2 separate regions of the Pan troglodytes genome follow, and region 1 is linked to region 2. Evidence: chromatin contacts called from public HiChIP or PLAC-seq data. All regions are on one chromosome and are shown on one strand. Each heading gives the region's core, a stretch centred on a gene start, on an enhancer-like site or on the middle of the called end of the contact. The rest is flanking DNA. Distances are from core to core; before and after follow the strand shown. Region 1 holds the start of PPP1R9A (protein phosphatase 1 regulatory subunit 9A). Region 2 holds the start of PEG10 (paternally expressed 10).

Region 1 (2,899 bases), core at 103-2,602, 260 kb after region 2:
ACAGCCCCCTCACATTGCCTGTTACATCTGTTTATGCTTATAGAAGTGACATCCACTTCGTAGACAGAGAATGCCAATTTCTTGGGAAAGGACCCAGAATTTGGTGATGCTTAAAGGAAAAAAAAGCCCTTGCTGCTTAAAATTAAAAAATACATAGAACTGAGTATTGAGTAGTTACAAAATCCTTCTGAAATGAAAAGATTTTGCTCCCAGAGTATATAGAATCTGTGTACTGACTTGCCTGGGTTCATATTCAGCCATAATCATTTACTATTAATAGCCAATAAAGAAGCGGGTAAGTTACAAAACCTAAACCTTAGTTTTTCCATCAGTGAAATGGGGCTAAAAATAGTTATGTTGGGAAAACTTGTGAAAGACTTTGAAATGAGCAAAAGATTACTGTTTGTCCTTTCAATGGAATGCTGGATGTTATCTACAGGACTCCGGAGTGTTGTGAAATTTACAGTCGTCTGCACCTTACTTAGACTGACTTTCACTAGGCTATTTTACTACTCAGTAAGCTGTAGAAACGTTTGGTAATGTAAATGAGTTTTATCTACAGAATGCAAATTTGTTACTTTACAGATACAACTGGTTACCGCCCTGTAAAGCAGATAATAATAAACATTACATTTCAGTGCTCTATAGAATAGTAAGCAGCTTTGCCTCTTCTTGCCTCTATGTCTATTCTTCACAGTCTCACGTGAATGGGTTGCAGTATCTTGCTGGGGTTCCCTTCCTAATTAAAAGAGTTATAAAAATTTTGACCAATGTTCATTTTATATTTCTACCATTGTCATGTTTTTACCTTCTTGAAAAATTATTTTTTAAGAGTTCCTGCTCCCTAGGCTTTTTGGAAGGATTGGTTTAAACATCTGTATTGACAGTCATGATCAGTTTTATATTTTGCAGGAAGGTGGTAACACTTCCGGTACTTGGGGGTGTAAGAGGGAGTACTGAGCCTTTAGAAAAGGGCGGGGTGGGGGTGGGGGGGGGGTGAGCTGAAAAACTCTCCCTAGACAGGAAAGGTAGAAGACCTCCTCATCCCTTTCTCTTTGGCAGTGAGATCTTAAGGTCAAGGTGAGTAGTAGGCCAGGCGCAGTGGCTTAGGTGAAGGCCACACCAGACTTGGGCCTACGTCTTGGCCTTCCAGGCCAGCAGAGTGGCCTGGGACTTGGATGCCTTGGGGTCACGGAGTTAACTGCAGACTCAGACTAAGTGGGGCCCCAGCAGCGGTCAGCCCCAGAACCAAGTTCCGGAGCCAACACTCGAACAGGAAGGGGCCTTGCCCCAGGCCGGAGAGGCCCCTCGCCCACGGCCGAGGGGGTGGGGCGGCCTCGCCTCGGGCCGGTGCTTTTCGCCCTTCCTTGGCCGCCAGAGGCTCCCTCTCTCTCCCTCTCCCGGGATTTTGCTGCCGGGCTCCCTTTCTCTGCGGCCCTAGAGTTAATCCCATCAGCCGAGGTGAGGCACCTGTTACCCCTGGCCTTCCTCACCCCCGCGGCCTCTCCTCCATTACACCGCGGCCGCCGAAACGGCCCGGCGTGGCGACCGCACGTGGGCCAAACCCCTTCCCCGGCCGGCACCCCTGGCCCCAGGCCGGCCCGAGCGTGCGGGCGCGTCGCTGCTCGGGCCGCCGCCCGCCCGCAATGGCGTTGGGGAGCGCAGCGCGCCTCCCGGGGCCGCCCGCCGCGGGCAGGGAGCGCCTGGGGGCCGACGCGCGAGTGGAAGCGGCCGCCGCAGCCGCCCTACGCGCTGCGCCGTGAGGAGCGGGTTGCGGTGTACCCAGCGGGCCGGCGCCGAGCCGAGCCGCCGCGTCCACCGTGGGGCTGGGGGCGCCTGCGAGGAGGGGGTGGGAGCCGCGGCGGCCCGACCCTCCCCGCCCGCGGCGCTCCCGCTCGGGTAAGGGGGAGGCTGAGCGCGGGGCGAGGAGTTGGGGAGGGTGGAGAGGAGGAAAAAAATCGGCTTGTACAAAGGCTGAGTTGCAGGCTGGGGGTGGGGGTGGGTTGTGGTGGAGGAGCAATAGGTTGAAGATCGGAGGCATTATCAGTGGGATCTATTGTTTCCTGGCACATTGGGAGGAAAAACAAAGGGATTTATTTTCATTACCCTGTAATTTTTTTCTTTTCTATTTTTTTAAATGTGGCCAGGGAGCTCGTCTCTCTCCGTGTCACAGTGGGATCCGCCTGGCAGCCGCCGGGAGCCGCAGCCAATGTGTTAGGACTTCAGGTGCTTCTTGGCACAAAGCTAGACTGCGACCTCCTACCATAGCGCTTGGCGTCACCTGCTCTCCCGGTCCTGCCCCAGGGCCGAGGGATTGCGTCCCGAACCGGGCTTGGGAATCGGCTGCCTCTCAAGTTGGTGTTATTTATGTTTGTCTTTTGTGAGGGCAGGTTTTGAATCCCCCGGCGGCCCCATCTCCCCCGCCCCCGCCTCCTTGGGTTGGAATTGGCGGGGGAGGGAATGGGGTGTGTGTGTAGGGGAGAGGGGAGGGTGTTTGTGGCTTTAAAAAGAATGGTCAGGGTAAAAGGAGATTGTCGATGCTTTACAAAAAAAGAAAAAAACAGGCACCACACTCCAAAGCCTTTCTTGTTTGTCTGCATGGGCCATGCATGCGTGCTGGGCCAGGAGCCGAGTTTGGAGACGGTTTAAGTGAAAGTGTGTGCCTCCTCAGCTGATTGTGCGTGAGGGTGATGTGGCTCGGTCTAATATCAAAACAAAACAAAAATAAAATGAAAAATCTTTAGAACTGCCTGCATTGTCTGCTCCTCAGCATATCTTGAAGTATTTGATTGCTGGCTTATTGATATAAAATCCTGCTGTGGGCTTAAAGAGACCAGCAAGCATGCATTGCGTTGCGTGTTGAACTGTAGTAAGTTAGAGGCAAGAAAGAATAAACAAA
Region 2 (2,732 bases), core at 15-2,514:
CAAATATTTGTGGCCGAATCTCGGCAACCCGCTGGAAAGGATTAAACGTGCGGTTGCCGTGACTAAACGCATTCATTCACCCTACAAGATTTAGGAAAATGTAACGTTGCAAGGGAAGCAAGGTCTCTGTGTAAACCTCGTAATCGCCACCAAAAGTCCGTAGCTGGGAGCCTTCAAAGCCCGCCAAACACACTGGAAGCATCCACAGCTGTTTTAAATTGGTTTTGGTTTCTGGAAATAGCGCACTCGGTACGGCAGCATCTCTGGCCTCCAGCCGGGGTTAACCCTGACCTGAATGCCCTGTTTAGCTCCCAGCATTTCATGATTCCGCGTCCCTGCTCCGTAAAACCGAAGAAAACCGAGATTTCCGCCACCGAGAAATGCACTTAGCAAGAGGGGGAAATTCGGTGTTTTAAATGTCATATTTTTGTGTTCTCTACCACGATCAAGAAAAGGAAAAAAGATGTGTTTGTGTAGCGGGGACGCAGCTTGACACCCATTTCCTTTGGCTCGCATCGAGGTCGCAGAGCCCAATCGCGGGGAAACGGGCCCCCCAGAAAAACAGGCAACGACCCCCAGCTCTTTGCTACAGGGATCGGGAGAGGACTACCCTGGGGCTGGGCGGGGAGGGGGATGTTGGGAACAGGAATTGGAGATGGAATTTCTGCGCCCGCAGAGCAGGGAGGGGCCCGCGGGGGCGCGGAGAGGAAAAAAAAAAAAAGGCCAGGGGTCAAGCCTGGGGAGAGAGAAGCTGGGCCGGGGAAATGGGGTACAAGGTGTACTGAAGGAGGGGTACGGTGGGGTCCGGGACAGAAAGAGAGGCTGGTACCCAAAGGGCGCGCTCAGGCGCCCGGAACCCGAGCGGGGGAGGGGGAGGCGGCGGCCTGTTGGCCCCGGACCTCCACGTCGCGCGCAGGCCACTAACCTGTCAGCAAGAATGTGCCAGTGGTCGCGGGGCTCATCCTGCGTGTCCCCCGACCCTGTCCCGTCCAAGCACAGGGGTCTCCCAGCTCCCACCACCGGGGCAATTGCATTCTTGGCCTGGCTAGGCCGTCCGTCCTCGATTCTCCCCTCCCCTCCCTTTCTTCTTCCCTCCCAGCTTGGCCAGTTCAGCATCAGCATCCCGCACCCCCTCGGTAATCCCGTACTCCCTCTAGCGGCGGGCCACTGCAGCGTGGCCACCGCCCCCACCCCCATCCCCCATCCCCCGCACCCCCCTCCACCCCCTAGCCCGCGGAGCACGCTGGGATTTGGCGCCCCCCTCCTCGGTGCAACCTATATAAGGCTCACAGTCTGAGCTCCTGGTACACGCGCTTCAACTTCGGTTGGTGTGTGTCGAAGAAACCTGACTGCGCCCTGAGGAGAACAGCGGAGAAGGTCCACCGAGCCTGGCGAAAGGTCCGCTGAGCGGGCTGTCGTCCGGAGCCACTCCGGGCTGCGGAGCACCCAGTGGAGACCGCGCCTGGCTCAGGTGTGGGACCCCATCCTTCCTGTCTTCGCAGAGGAGTCCTCGCGTGGTGAGTATGCGGTGAGGACGTTTTTTTTTTTTAAAGATCACGTTCATTCCCCGTGCTTATCGGGAGCTGCGGGAGATGGAGTAGCACCCCAGAATGTCTCCACGCAAAACTTGTCACGCCTTCACTGGCTGTACCCCAAAACAAATGGGGAAACCAAGCCTTAAAGGCTTGGGTTTCCAGGACCAAGTCCAGATACGGGCTGTAGACAGAGATGAGCTGCGGACAGTGATGAGCTGCAGACGGTCAGGAGCTACAGATCGATTTGCAATTTGCTCTTCAAATGCGCTACCAAGTGCCATGCTTTACAAACAGATAAGCGCTTCAAATGCGCTACAAACTGGCGCTTCAGATGCGCTACAAGCACGCTTCACGCGGGCGACAAACTGATGGGTGCTACAACTGGCGCTTAATTGCGCTATAAACTGATGGGCGCTTTATGTGCCACAAACTGACGGATGGGCGCTTCAGTGGCGCTACAATCCAGAACGAGGAGCAGCGATATAGGAGCTGCAGACAGAAAACTGAATTGCGCTTTACACGCGCTGCAAAATCTGAGCTGCAGAAGAGTAGCACTACAAAAAACGCTACAAAAACGATGCGATTAGCCAGCCCGACAACAGCGCTTCATTGCGCTGCGAGGCACATGAACTGCAGAGGTACATGAGCTGCGGAACAATTCACACCTAAGATGCACTACAAAGTGGTAAGAGCTGCAGAGGTACAGGAGCTGCAGACTGTTTGCGCTACAAATAAAGCAGCCGTAGTGGGACATGAGCTGCGGAGTACAATTCCTCTGTTTTCTTGGAGCAGGACCCCACCCTTTCACCTTTTGGAATGGCTCCCACTCTATTTTTCTGCAGGACGGTTCTCTGCATGATGGTGCTGGTAGACAAAATGGAGCCCCGGGCAAAAATTAGTGTTTAACATTCTACCCACACCATTCCCGCTATAGCAGTGGAGTGGAGGGGCACTGATTGGAGTGGAAATGGGAATCTTTTGGTGATGGCAGAGCAGGCTGCCTGCCTACTTGTGCTTGATTGAAGTGGCGGTGTAGTTGTGGTGGCGCGAATCAGCGTCCAGCAACAGTTTGTGGAAACTGTGGGTTTGCTGAGTATGGCGGGGGAATTGGATCTGTGGATTGCTCTTGCTGCATGAAATGAATCTGGCTTTGGTGGCTGGTGGGAGGGGTTTGGGAGGGGGGATTCTGGCGGCGGG

What was found. HiChIP or PLAC-seq counts read pairs in DNA pulled down with a chosen protein or histone mark.
Region 1: a contact with region 2 is called in an H3K4me3 HiChIP or PLAC-seq map of stem cell-derived excitatory neurons, with 4 times the contacts expected there. The contact joins the promoter of PPP1R9A here to the promoter of PEG10 in region 2. A contact is called at or near these places in 1 of 7 Hi-C or Micro-C datasets (stem cell-derived neural progenitor cells) and 1 of 1 datasets of contacts at active chromatin or transcription factors (stem cell-derived excitatory neurons).

What each region holds. Positions count from the first base shown.
Region 1 is chr6:104,289,609-104,292,507 of NHGRI_mPanTro3-v2.0_pri, forward strand. PPP1R9A (protein phosphatase 1 regulatory subunit 9A) reads left to right here and starts at 1,353. Exons shown (of 17, transcript XM_063815457.1): 1 at 1,353-1,461.
Region 2 is chr6:104,032,329-104,035,060 of NHGRI_mPanTro3-v2.0_pri, forward strand. PEG10 (paternally expressed 10) reads left to right here and starts at 1,265. Exons shown (of 2, transcript NM_001302445.1): 1 at 1,265-1,528. The coding sequence starts at 1,524. SGCE (sarcoglycan epsilon) reads right to left here and starts at 1,209. Exons shown (of 12, transcript XM_009453639.2): 1 at 926-1,209. The coding sequence starts at 1,034.